Regions from separate parts of the Mus musculus genome. Here region 2 is linked to region 1. Evidence: chromatin contacts called from public HiCAR-type data. All regions are on one chromosome and are shown on one strand. The core of a region is the stretch at or near the end of the contact, and the rest is flanking DNA. Distances in the headings are between cores, read along the strand shown. Region 1 has its middle 110 kb from the start of Gm33029. Region 2 has its middle 4.9 kb from the start of Gm33175.

The links. HiCAR-type assays count read pairs that join an accessible place to other places.
Region 2: a contact with region 1 is called in a HiCAR-type map of astrocytes, with 2.5 times the contacts expected there. The contact joins two enhancer-like sites. A contact is called at or near these places in 1 of 484 Hi-C or Micro-C datasets (uterus) and 5 of 115 datasets of contacts at active chromatin or transcription factors (VIP interneurons, astrocytes, embryonic basal ganglia and 2 more).

Annotation. Positions count from the first base shown.
Region 1 is chr8:12,124,928-12,131,057 of GRCm38.p6, forward strand. No RefSeq gene overlaps it. Among named protein-coding and RNA genes, the nearest start is that of Gm33029, 110 kb to the right of the region's middle. Within about 2 kb of position 2,339, at least 68 of the 459 cell types and tissues checked have an H3K27ac peak or open chromatin away from gene starts, as enhancers often do. A contact at or near this core is called in astrocytes, where this site is marked.
Region 2 is chr8:12,321,191-12,327,480 of GRCm38.p6, forward strand. No RefSeq gene overlaps it. Among named protein-coding and RNA genes, the nearest start is that of Gm33175, 4.9 kb to the left of the region's middle. Within about 2 kb of position 3,916, at least 17 of the 459 cell types and tissues checked have an H3K27ac peak or open chromatin away from gene starts, as enhancers often do. A contact at or near this core is called in astrocytes, where this site is marked.

The DNA.
Region 1 (6,130 bases), core at 1,089-3,588:
AACACAAACTTCAGAGAGGTTGACTAAACTGTCCAAAGCAGCACAGCTAGTAAGTGGCAGAGCTGAGGGTTGAACTGATGCTGGCTGGAGCAGAGTCCTGACTGTGGGATCCTCATCTCTGAAGCCAGAGTGGAATTCAAGCTGCTGAACTCCAAGGCCTTTGTACTCAGTTCCAAGTATTCCTTGGGCCCTAAAACATGATGCTTAGGCTGTAAATCTTCAAGTGTCTTCCCTTGTGCCAGACAGTTTAATGTCAACTTGATTCAAGCTGAAGTCATCTCAGAGCAGGGAGCCTCAATTGAGAAAATTCCTCCATAAGAGTGAGCTGTGGGCAATGTCAGCATTTTCTTAATCGATGATTGATATGGGAGGGTTCAGTCTATTGTGGGTGGTGCCATCCCTGGGCTGGTGATCCTGGGCAAAAGCAGTCTAAGCAAGCCATGAGGAGCAAGCCAATAAGCAGCACCCCTCCATGGCTTCTGCATCAGCTCCTGCTTCCAGGTTCCTGCCCTGTTTTAGTTCCTGTCCTGACTTCAATAATCAACAGCAATAAGGAAGTGTAAGCCAAATTAACCCTTTCCTATCCAGCTTGCTTTTTGGCCATGGTGTTTCTTCTCAGCAATAAAAACCCTACCTAAGATAGTTCTCATTTGCTGAAGATGGATATCCATCCTTCCATAGGCACTGTGGAGTCTCCTAGCAGAAGAAACAAGACACAGCAGCTGGCTTAGAACATGGCACTGCTGGGCTATGGCAAGTCCCCTAAGAGAGTGAGTTGCCTACCCAGACAGCCTTGTTTAGCCTCTAGTATCTCTTACATTACCACTGGGAAGTGGAGGAAGATGAAGCCACAGTGTGTGTCATGTTCTGATACTCAGCACAGTAGAGGACAATGAGAATCCCAAGCCATAGGGTGAACATGAGTCCAAAATACCCCAGCTGTAATTGAGAGAGCCACTAAGATAAAAAGTCTGTCTGTCTGTCTGCCTGTCTGTTTGTCTGTCTCCTGGCTGCCTCTCCCTTTCTCTCTCTCCCTTGCTGCCCCTCCCTGTTTTTTTTCTCCTCTTACACACTCAGAACAAAAGATCACCCATGGGTCTTTGCAAAGTTCTCAGTATTCGGTGGCAAAAGCTTTGCACATTCAAACGTTTTGAGCCTTTGTTTCCTTGTGGACATTGGTGTCCATGGGGCTGGTGGAAGGTCTGGAGCAAAGTGACTCTGGTGCCCAGGGCTCTGAGGGGGTATCTCGGTTGCTTATGAGTAAAACACTTTATATAAATTTTGAGGAAAATATTTAGGCTCTATTTTTCTTCCACGGGATGTAGAAATTTCTTTTAGCTTGCCTGAACTCTCCCTGCTAGATTTAATGGGAGAAAATGACTTCTAGATTCAAAGATAGACAGATCCTCACTCTGCACTTCCTGAGACGGCCATGCCAACCAGCCCGCTCTCTAAGGATGCATCCCTCCCACAGTTCTGAGAGAGACTTCCGTTGCTCCCTTTCTTTCTCTGCGCTGCTGTGAGGGCTAGGGCAGATTTTGGTTCACATGAAAGTGCACAGTGTTAACTAGGTGACATATGGGTGGGGGGACACTCCTGCTTGTCCACTGCAGTCAGGGGGGCCGTTTCCATAGAGATAAGAAGCAGAAGTGCTCATGCAGCCTAATTGGTATGCATCCCAGGTTTGGGTTCATTGTGCCTGTGCTAATGACAGGGTTGTCTCAATAATAAGGATGGTGCACACTGGAAAAATTCGCTGCCTTCGTATATTTTTCCCTGGCAGAGAACTACTTAGAGACCGTAGTCAGAAAGAAGAGTGACTGGCAGGCTTAAGGGGCTGCTTAGCAGCATATGGGGAAGGCTGGTGCTCCGTGCCACGTGCATATGCTGCCATTAAACTCCAGCTTGGCGCTTTGTGTGCTCCTGGTCGCATGCCAGGAAGCCCACCTGCTGCAAGAATACTTATAAAGCCCAACTCAAAAGTGATTGAAAAGCTCCTAGAATAAACTGTAATAACACAGTAACACAGTGCCTCACAGATGGGGCATAATTGCGAGCTAAAGTGTACAGCCTCTGTGGTAATGAAAACACGAGCCATTAAATTAAAATCACAAGGGAAAAAACGATAAAAGTCTGTTGATTTTTTTTTTTTTAGTTTTATTGCAAAAACTTCAATTTTCCTGCCCTCATTAATCAAATACCATAAAACTATAGTGTCATTTTGTTCTGGGGGGAGATGCAGGCAATTAAAATGATGAGTGTTGATTAAAATGATGTAACTTTGGTTGTTTGCTTGCACGGATAAGTTAGACACTCTGTAACTGGAGCCTGGGGCTTCTGACACACATCCGTCCGCTGGCAGACACAAGCGCCTCTGGAATCTTCCAGAGACAGGGGCCATGCCAGAGGAAGAGCTTGGCTCTATTTTCAATATCAATACATTTAAGAAGTAAATTCTTTCTTCCTCATCGGCACACTCTTTTTCTGAAACATTAGTGATTCTCCTTTTTCTTTTTTTTTTTATAACTGAGAGACTTGCTAAGCTACGTAAGTAAACACAGGAACTCCCAAAGCCTCATCAATGCCATTGTAATTAGCCGTGGGCCAGGCTTGGAGCTGCAGGCTGGCACCCGGGCAGGCTGAATGGGCTCGGCAGGGCTCCGAGACGTCGCCCCTCAGCCGCCAGCAGCTCCTGAGCATCATTGTTCTCTTGCTGTCTGTGGGTGGGCCCTGGAGGAGAAAGAAACATTTGTCAATGCTGCACCCAAGTAAACAGCCTTGAAAAGACTTTCTTCCTTTCTGATTGTGTGTTTCTTCTGTGCTCTTCAGGGCAAAGTGGGGAGATTCCCACCCATTTAAAGACGGAAAGAGCCTGGGGCAGAGTGCCTGACCTAAGGGTACAGATAGAGACAGGTGTCAGCTTCTTGTCCCCCAGGACAGAATCTGACAGCTGCTGCACCATTCCCATACCTTCACCTTCTAGGCAAAGGACACCTGGGCTGTTTCTCTGAGCACATCTCTTGCTATGAGGAGGGTCTTGGCAGTCGCTAGAGGTGCTAAGGAAACATTTACCACAGTGCCTGCCCCTCCTCAGGCTGCTTGGCTGCCGGGTCCCCAACAGAGCCACATCCTGCAGCTGTGGGGATACTGTGGACAACAGTGTGGGGGAGTGGGTTGAAAAATCATAACCAGAAACACTACTGACATTGTCAGAGCAGACCTGAGGCAGGCTGACAATGCCCGGGCTTCAGATGACAGACAGATGAAAGAGGGCAGGAAGAATCCAGGCAGCACTGACTCAAGCCTTTCTCAGGGACAGGGATAGGCTGTGGCACCATTTTTTTTTTTTTTTTAAGAATGAGTCATTCTGAGTGGGCAGATGGGCCTATACTAGGTCGTGCAGCTATGGTGGCCCAGAGGCAAGGGAGTAGCTAGGCTCAGGTACTGACTGATCTATAGGAGGCTGTCTGCTTGCAGGTCCCAAGTCAATCAGTTTGAATCAGCTCAGTTTACCACATTATAAGCTGCCCTTCCTGTGAAGGACCATGTAGGGCCTTCTGTCTTGTGACCACCTCAGCACTAATACTGTATCCTCTTTCACCAGTGATGGTTGTGTGGCTGATCTGGAGAGACCTCCATTGTTTACCTGGCCTGGGGCAGTGGTACCAGGAATGCATAGTAACACTTCCTATAGGCCAATGGCACCAGGGACACATAGTAACACTTCTCACAGACTAATGGCACTAGGGACACATAGTAACACTTCCTATAGGCCAATGGCACCAGGGACACATAGTAACACTTCTCACAGACTAATGGCACCAGGGACACATAGTAACACTTCCTATAGGCCAATGGCACTAGGGACACATAGTAACACTTCCTATAGGCCAATGGCACCAGGGACACATAGTAACACTTCTCACAGACTAATGGCACCAGGGACACATAGTAACACTTCCTATAGGCCAATGGCACTAGGGACACATAGTAACACTTCCTATAGGCCAATGGCACCAGGGACACATAGTAACACTTCTCACAGGCCAGTGGCACCAGGGACACATAGTAACACTTCTCACAGGCCAGTGGCACCAGGGACACATAGTAACACTTCTTACAGGCCAATGGCATCAGGGACACATAGTAACACTTCCCTGACTTTGAGTGTTCTAACTTTTTTCCCAGGCAATCAGCATCCTGTGGTTGTCTACTCCATGGGGAAGGCGGCTAGGACCAAATGTCCTTAGTGTGGCCAAGCAGCTCACCAGCTCCTGCTGAGAGGTCAGCTGAGTGATCACAGACAACAGTAGAAATGCAGTGGGCCCTAGTGGGTCAAGCCAGGTTGGATGTGAGAAAAGACCTGGATCTGATGTGCTCATGAATAGATGATGCCTTGTACCTGTGGCAGTTGCTGAGCCACCTTGGCTGTGAGGAGAGGTGGGGACATCGGAGGGTCCCTTCCCCTGTGTTGTGAAGCTGTGCCTGTGCACTGTTAGCTTCTGTGGCAAAGTAGAAATATGGCAAAATACAATCTCTCCAAACATTTGACATGATGTGTAGTGATGTGAAGCAAAGACTGGCATCACTATTGTTAGGGATGAACAACTGGTTTGCAGAATGTGTGTACAGTGCCCTCCTTGGCTTGGATCACAAAGCAAGCTTAGATCTTATGATAAGTCTCTCTGTCTGATCTGACATTTGGGAAAGCAATTTGGAAGGCAATGCCAAAGCATGCAAGCATAATTGGGCGGGTCTGTTGTGGTCTGAAAGTAGGAAAGGGTGAAGTACGGCCATGAACGATTTCAGAATTCCTGGGACCACGTGAATGTAACTTATTTTTTATCCCTGGGTTCACTGCATGGTCTGATTGTAGAACCACTTACTGACTGTCACAGACACCTGAAATTCCACCCAACAAGCTAGCTCTAGAGCAGACCATGTAAGTCTCTTAAGTGTATGGGAGTTTGTAGACCTGAGTAGTCCTGAGTGCTGTGGTTTTTTGCTTGCAGGTATATTTAGGGATATTTCTAATGCTCTCTTTCTTACAATGTGTTCCTTTTTATCTGAAAGTCTCCTGCCCTGACAGCTGAACTAGCAGGGTACCCCTTTCTGTTCTTTAAAGGCAAGCATTTAAGACTGGTCTGAGGAGTACTGTGACACCGCTGTGAAGGTGGGGATTGGAAATGCACGAGACTCCCTTTTCCAGCAAGCACACACAGTCACACACATGGTGGACTCTCCTTGCTCTGGTGACTAACACCTGGCTTAGCCATGTCTTCCCCTGACTTTGTTTTCTTTTAATCTCTAAACCCTGACCTAGAGGGCATATCCAGTATATTGCTGGAACTGCTGGGATTTAGAGAGGATCTGTGTATCGATAGGGTGGTGATTAATGAGTGTCCTCCCCCCTTGTCACATGGCTCCATCTTCAATGACTGAATTGGTTGACTTTCAGGTTGGATGTTTAAGAAGGAAAATGTCAACTTCCTTTGCACTGGGTCCTTCAGTGACGGAAGGAGGAACTGTCATCTCCAAGTCAGCAAAGGACTGCTGAGCCTCAAAGACGCTGGCTTACTAGTCATGTCAGCTTGCCATCAAGTGGCAGCAAAGGCACTGAGAAGGCAGTTGTTGGGACTTCTGAGCAGGGGACGGCAGTGATGGATACTGCCCGTCCTCAGGCTTAGAGACCTGTTGCACTTCAAAAGGGTCAATAAAAACCAGGGCCACAAGTACACCAGGTCATGTAACCACATTCTGTGTAACAGTTAATGTTACCGCTTGAAAGAATTAGAGCCACAGGAAACAAGCCACTGGGCATGCGTGTGAGGAGGTGTCTGGATTGGGTTAATCCTAGTGTATGAGGGACCCACCCTGAATACAGTTGTGCCTTTGAATGGGCTGAACTCCAGAGCTGAATGGAACAAAGCAGGGAGCTGAGCCTCAGTTGTCATCAAACTTGGCTTCCTGACTGGGCGCAGCACGGCCAGCTGCCTCCTGCTCCTGCTCCTCCTACTCCTCCTGCTCCTCTTGCTCCTCCTGCTCCTCCTGCTCCTCCTGCTCCGCCTGCTCCTCCTGCTCCTCCTACTCCTCCTGCTCCTCTTGCTCCTCCTGCTCCTCCTGCTCCTCC
Region 2 (6,290 bases), core at 2,666-5,165, 200 kb after region 1:
TGGGTCTGTCTATATGACACACACACACCTTACTTCAGTCTCTGTGCTCCAGAATTATGTCCATCGGGGCAAGGTGACGTTGATGGCTCCTGGGTCCTTTGGTTCCACAGGAAGCCAACAACGTGGGCTCCGATGTTCTCATAGTCACACAGGCAGTGATGTGACACTTTTTATAAGAGCTGAAGCCATGAGGAATTCTCTGGAGAGCTAAAGTCGTGGGCACAGCGTGCTGCAGGCTGTATCTTGCTTCCCTCTGCCCACTCATTTGTGAAAGGTGACTGGCGTGGAAGCCAAAGGGCTTGCTGAACAGAGAAGCACATCCAAACCATCTAACCACTGAGGTGGGGCAGCACCCTCCTCTCGATGACAGCCTCTACCTTAGAACCCCTGATGTATACAAATGCCACCCCGTCTGACTGAAAGGAGCCCTTCTCCTTGTCCTGCTATGTCTTATGTCTGCATGGAGAAATGGGAAGAGCTGAGAGTCGGGAGGCTGTGTGATCCCACGAACAAACAGCCAGGCTGGGATTTGCCTCACAGGACCCCCAGTGTTGTCTTGTTGGTGCCTTCACTGTACCAAGTGGTATAACTTTTCCACAGAGTATTGTACTAAAATGATGTTATTACAGTCTCCAAAAGCGGAAGACACTTCAAAGAGTCCTGATTGAGAATACACAGTGATGAGCCTCACTTCTGCCATGGGAGGTAAATAATTTTAAGACGTTCCCTTGAACAGAAAACTTTTGTGACAAAAATCAAGTCACCCATCCACTGCAGGGACCATGGACCATCCAAGAGATTCTGAGGGCTACAGAGGGAGCGAGTGTATTGAGCATGGAGTGGGTCATCAAAAGCTGGGGAGACTCTCATGGTCTGTCTTGCTGGCAGGGACGTGGGGGTGTCAGTGCTGCTGTGGTCTGCAGCTCCCCAGCCTCAGCAGCGTTCATTTGCCTCGCTGGAATGAAAACTTAGTACGGTGTCTAGATAAACCAAGCCCAGTGCACAGAGATTAGCTGCCTCAGGTCCCTGCTAAGCCCTAGCCTGGGAAAGCTCTGCTCTGAAAGGTTCAGGCTCTCCATCTGTCAAGTGTGCACATTCTTGGGACTCTTTTCTCCACAGAGTTGGAGCAGGCCTCAGTCCGTGCCCAGCTCTTGATGAGTGTGGAAGCTTTGCTCCCTGACTACCAAATGCTGCAAACCAATTCACCTGCTCTCCCTGTGACTCGAAGAGTCATTTGAGGCAGAAAACAGCAAATATTCCTCAATGCATATTCTTTCTTTGATATTTTTCCTGCAAGTTCCCTTCTAAGCCTGCACGATCCATAACCTAGCCTGGCTCAGTTTGTGCGTAGAAACAGCTGGCCTGGACCAGCCACTCAGCTCCAGGACCCAAAGATAGAAGGCTTAAGATCCCTTAAGGATCATAGCATGAGAAGTGTTTAATCAGAGACAGAGGCTGGGAGCCTATTCCAGGGCAGGCACACAGGGAAAGGGACCGGCGGTTTCTCTGTTGTGCTAAGTGTGGGAAGACATTTCATCAGGAGAAAATAACACACTCCGAAGTTGTAGAGCTGCCAATGGCATGGCGTGGCCTCTCTGACAGAGCAGGGGTCACTGTTTTAAAGAAATGCATTGCTGCTCTATCTGTACAGTTGAACCAGGAAGCACTGCATACCTAGGAGGCGGTCAGCTGCTGGAGGTGTTGGCTTTAGAGACTCTATGCAGCTGCCAGCTTGATAAGCACAAAGAGCCCTCTTCTGAGCAAGAGCTAGCCTAGGCTACATCCCAATCTCAGCACATGGTACCCCAAGGCCATACACGTGTGCTTTGAAACCTGTGGGTGCTGTTGGTAACAGAGGTATTCCCCAAGAGGAGAATCTGGAAATTCCAGAAGAGTCATGACATAGTTTACACCAGGCAGTGGGATAGATACCATCTAGCCTGTGCTGACCAGCAGAATGTTCTAGAAGGCCCAGTGTCCAGCCTCAGGGTTGGTGGTGGGTGGAGAGGAGAGCCCAGGAGTGAAGCCTTCAGGAATAACCTGCCCTGTGAGCCATTCCAGTTCCCAGTTTCCCTCACAGAGGAGAGACTGGCTGGGTCCAGCCAGGCCTCGCTGCCCATATGCCAGTCAGCTCCGGTCTGCTTTTTTGTTTACACCGAAGGCACAATGGGAGCTATAGTCCCTCCAATACATCATTTATAAGTGTATTCTACCTCTGAATGTACAGACAGGGCTGGCTGTGGGTGAATGAGCTCTGTGAACACTGCCAAGACCCTGGCTTTGCTCAGCATTCCTCCTCACAATGGACACCACACTTTGGAAGTAATTTTAAAAAGAGAATCAAAATAGTGGTACTTTTAGCCTTTGTTTCTTTTATACCACACTGCATTCTCTGTCTCTCATTCAGCTGCTCCCATTATACTGACAAATTAAATAAACCACTCCATCGCAAAAGGCTTGGGCAGGCAGGACTTCACTCCACTGCAGCCCCAGGAAGTGGGATAAACATTGAGGTGGCTTCGGTTGCAAGTCCAGCTAACTTTCTTCAAGGAGGAGAAAGAAGAGGCTGAGGGGTGGGGTGGGGTGGGGTGGCTCGGAGCTCGAGTCGGCCGGCATCGAGGATGAACTGAGGTCTGAAGCTGGGACTGACCACAGCGACCACCACCCAGCCAAGGGCGGCAGCTTCCAGAAGTCCTGAGAGTCCTTTCCCCCCGCTGTGAGGCTCTGGGAGTCTGAAGGGTGAGTCACAGAGAGGGTGTGGGCGCAGGGGCCATCAGCCAGGGGTAGACAGCTGATATGCACAAGGAGATGCAGTGAGAAAGCAGAGCGCGCCCCAGAACCCACAAACATTGTGAACTTTCTCTGCTTTTTCATATTGTTTCCCAAAGAGAAGCAAATCAATTCAAAGTCTCTCTCTCTCTCTCTCTCTCTCTCTCTCTCTCCCATTTCTCCCTAAGCTATACTTGTATATATAGTTTTTCATTTGTGCAATTACAACCTAATTTCTAGATACAAACAGGGAAGTGGGGTGAGAAGTCTGACAGAATTTTCAAGTACGTTGTTTGGGGACCTTCCTATAAAACAAAAAAATACATTTGCTCTTGAAGACGCTGCTCTGGCCTGTGATGTGACCTTGAAACATTTAATTTGTTCTTGTGGGAGGGAAAAACCTGTGTGCTCACGGAAGCTCTTTTAGATTAATAACTGATTGTTTTAAAGATGAAAGAAAGGAAAGAGACAGAGAGAGAAACGGAAAGAGAAAGGGGGGGAGAATTATTTTCTAATAGGATGATATAAAGTCACTTGGGCTAAATTCCAGACTTGTGGTTGTTGTTGGATATTAAACACTGTGGGCTGGGCTTTGATTTCGGGAAGCAGGCATGACTATCCTAAGAAATCGGTGTTGTCAGGATGATACTGGGCACCGAACAAAACGGGTGGGATGGGTGGGCGGCAGGGGACGATGGAGTGAGGGGCCCCAGGCAGCTGCTTCCCTTCTGAAAATTGGACTGCAGTAAATGCCAGTTGGGGTGGCTTTGAAGACGCCAGCCACCAGCTAAGATGGCCTCATCTAAAATGCAGGCGGTGAGGCCGGAGGGGGGTGGGGGCTCTGTGTTCCAGCAGAGCCTCCCCCTGGCTCCAAGTCAGAGGGCACCACAGGCAGAGGAAAATATTGAGCCAGTGCGGGTTTGAACAGAAGCACCTGATTCGTCTTTTATTACCAAAGAAAGACTTGAAAGGCCCAGGTGAAATTTCCCTCCATTGTTTAGAAAAAAACTCTCTGTAATTTGCCCCCAGGGAAAGCCAAGCTCCTGGTGGCCAGGGCCCCGCCCCACCCCTCTGTCACCAGGCCTGTCTCTGGAAGCAAATGTCTCCAGAGTCCCTGGAGAACGGAGGCCAATGGGGCCACTGAAGGTCAGGGCTGCCCACTGCGGCCTGACTTTTAGCTAAAGAGGCTTCGCTTTCCAACCGCCCTGTCGAGTCTAATTTGGTGGCATTATGTGAAGGGGTGGGGCGCTCCTGACAGGAAGGGTTAAATGAGATTACAAGCCCGGCAGGCTGTCAGCAGCCACCGCTGGCTGGGATGGCAAATTGCAATTTAATGGTCAGCTTTATCTGTACGGTATCAGTGGAAATCGGCTGTTTTCAGCAACTTAATTGGCACTGTTTGCAGGAGTTTTTTGAGGAGGTAGGAGAGTTGACTGGATCTTAATGTTGAATAATTTAGAAAGCAAAACTGGCAGAAGGCTGGTGGAAACCGGCGGCAGCGGGTCTTGTTTTTCTGAAGCGCAGAGAGCTTATGAATGGGCCAGATACTGAATTCTGCTGTAGTAACCAGAACTTTCTAAAAATACTCCGAGGGTCTGATATACTGAGGCTTTATTTATAGGAAAATAAACAAAGAGTGGCAATTGCTTTTCCGATCTGTGTGTGCATCTGACTGTCGCGGGCATGAGAATGCAGGAAGATGCGGCAGCCGAGGATGTGCACCGATGGATGAGTGCGGAGGGGAGGCCTCAGGCTGGAGGGACAGGTGTCCCAGAGAACACCCCTGGTACCAAGCCGATGGCAGGACTGTGTGAGCACATGTATAGGGGAAACTCATGTTTTATGCACATGTACAAATAAATATATGTGCCCATGAATGTGGGTGAGTCTATTCCAGCATGTGAACACATGGGAGGTATAATGTGTTCATGTGTGCAGCTTTGGATATGTATGTATACATGTGTAACTGTGAGTGTGTATGCCCACATTAATGAGTGTGCATGGATGTGTGTGTGTGTGTGTGTGTTAAAGGGTAAGTATGTGTGCTCATATGTGATGTATGCACATCTGTGCATTTGGACATGTGTGTAAACATGTGTATATGAGTTTTGGAAGTCAGTACATAAGTTTGATGTGTGTTTCTGTGCCTCTGTGTGTACATGTGTGTGAGTCATGTGTATGCATGTATATGAGGAGTCTCTGCACACAAAGTATAGATGAGTATGTATGTGTTAGATACATGTAACCATGATATGTGTACACATACATAAGCATGTGTTATAAGTGGGTATAACTATATACATATGTGGTGTGAAGTGTGTGGTATATGTTGCATATGTATATATGACAGTGTGTGGGTATGTGTCTGATTGTGATGTATGTATATATTTTATGTACATGTATGTGAAAATTGAGGGAATATACATGTTGGGTTGATGTATGTGACATGTATTATATGTGAATGTGAAAGTGTGTGTATGTGGGTATACATATGTAGCTATGATACATGTTGTATAGATACATGTGTATGTTCATGTAGGAATGAATATATATATATTATGATGTGTGTGATATATTTACATTTTTATATGGGAGAATGTGAATATGTGTGTGATGTGTTTGTGTATGAATGTATGTTAGTGTGTATATGGATATGTATGTGTGGTGTTTGTGTTGTATATAGTGTTTGAGCATGCATGTGTCCGTGTGTGTGTGATATGTGTGATGTGCTTGTATTGTGTATGTGAGCATATACATAGGCATTTGCATGAGTGTGCATGTGGAATATGAATATGAGTACAGGAGGGCACATGACTTTGTGTATAGGCATGATTATGGGGTATACATATGTGGGGGTGGGAGCTAACCTGTGGCAAGCATGCTAGTTTATCTGTGTCAAAGCTACAATAGTGAAGGCTAGAGCATCAAGCCTGCCCAGAAAGCCATAGTTTAACAGTGGTGCCCAGGTGTCTGATTCATGGATGCTCTGTCATCTATGTGCACATCTATGTGCACAAGTAGGGTAGGATGTGGCAGCTCCGTGTTTGGTCACCTGTGGCAAGCAAGGAATCAGGAAGGAATCTGCACAGCAGGGAAATGGGCTGGCAGCTGATACTGGTAGCGTGTGTGGCCCTGTGCACCTGAGGGAGGCTTGAGTTGCAAGGACAGGAGCACGTGTGGTATCCTTGGAGAAACGAGGCAGAAGGGAGAGAGAAAACAGAAAGCATCGCACAGGCAGACACCAGCATTGTCTGTTCCCAGTGAGGGGTCAGTTCGGCAAGTTCAGGATTAGTAAATTTAATATCCTGTCAAAATCCTCATGATAATGAACGCAGCCTGGGCCGGCTGGCACGGCAGCTCCACACTGCAGCCGGCAAGATAGCGCAGCTAATTTATGAGCGAGGGATTGGGCTGTGCTGGCAAAGCAGGCTGGGTCCAGCAACGGAGGGCGGTCCTTGCTTGATGGAGAGCCATCAGCTAGGGATATCATTGGGTTCCAGTGACCCACAGCATGAGTGACC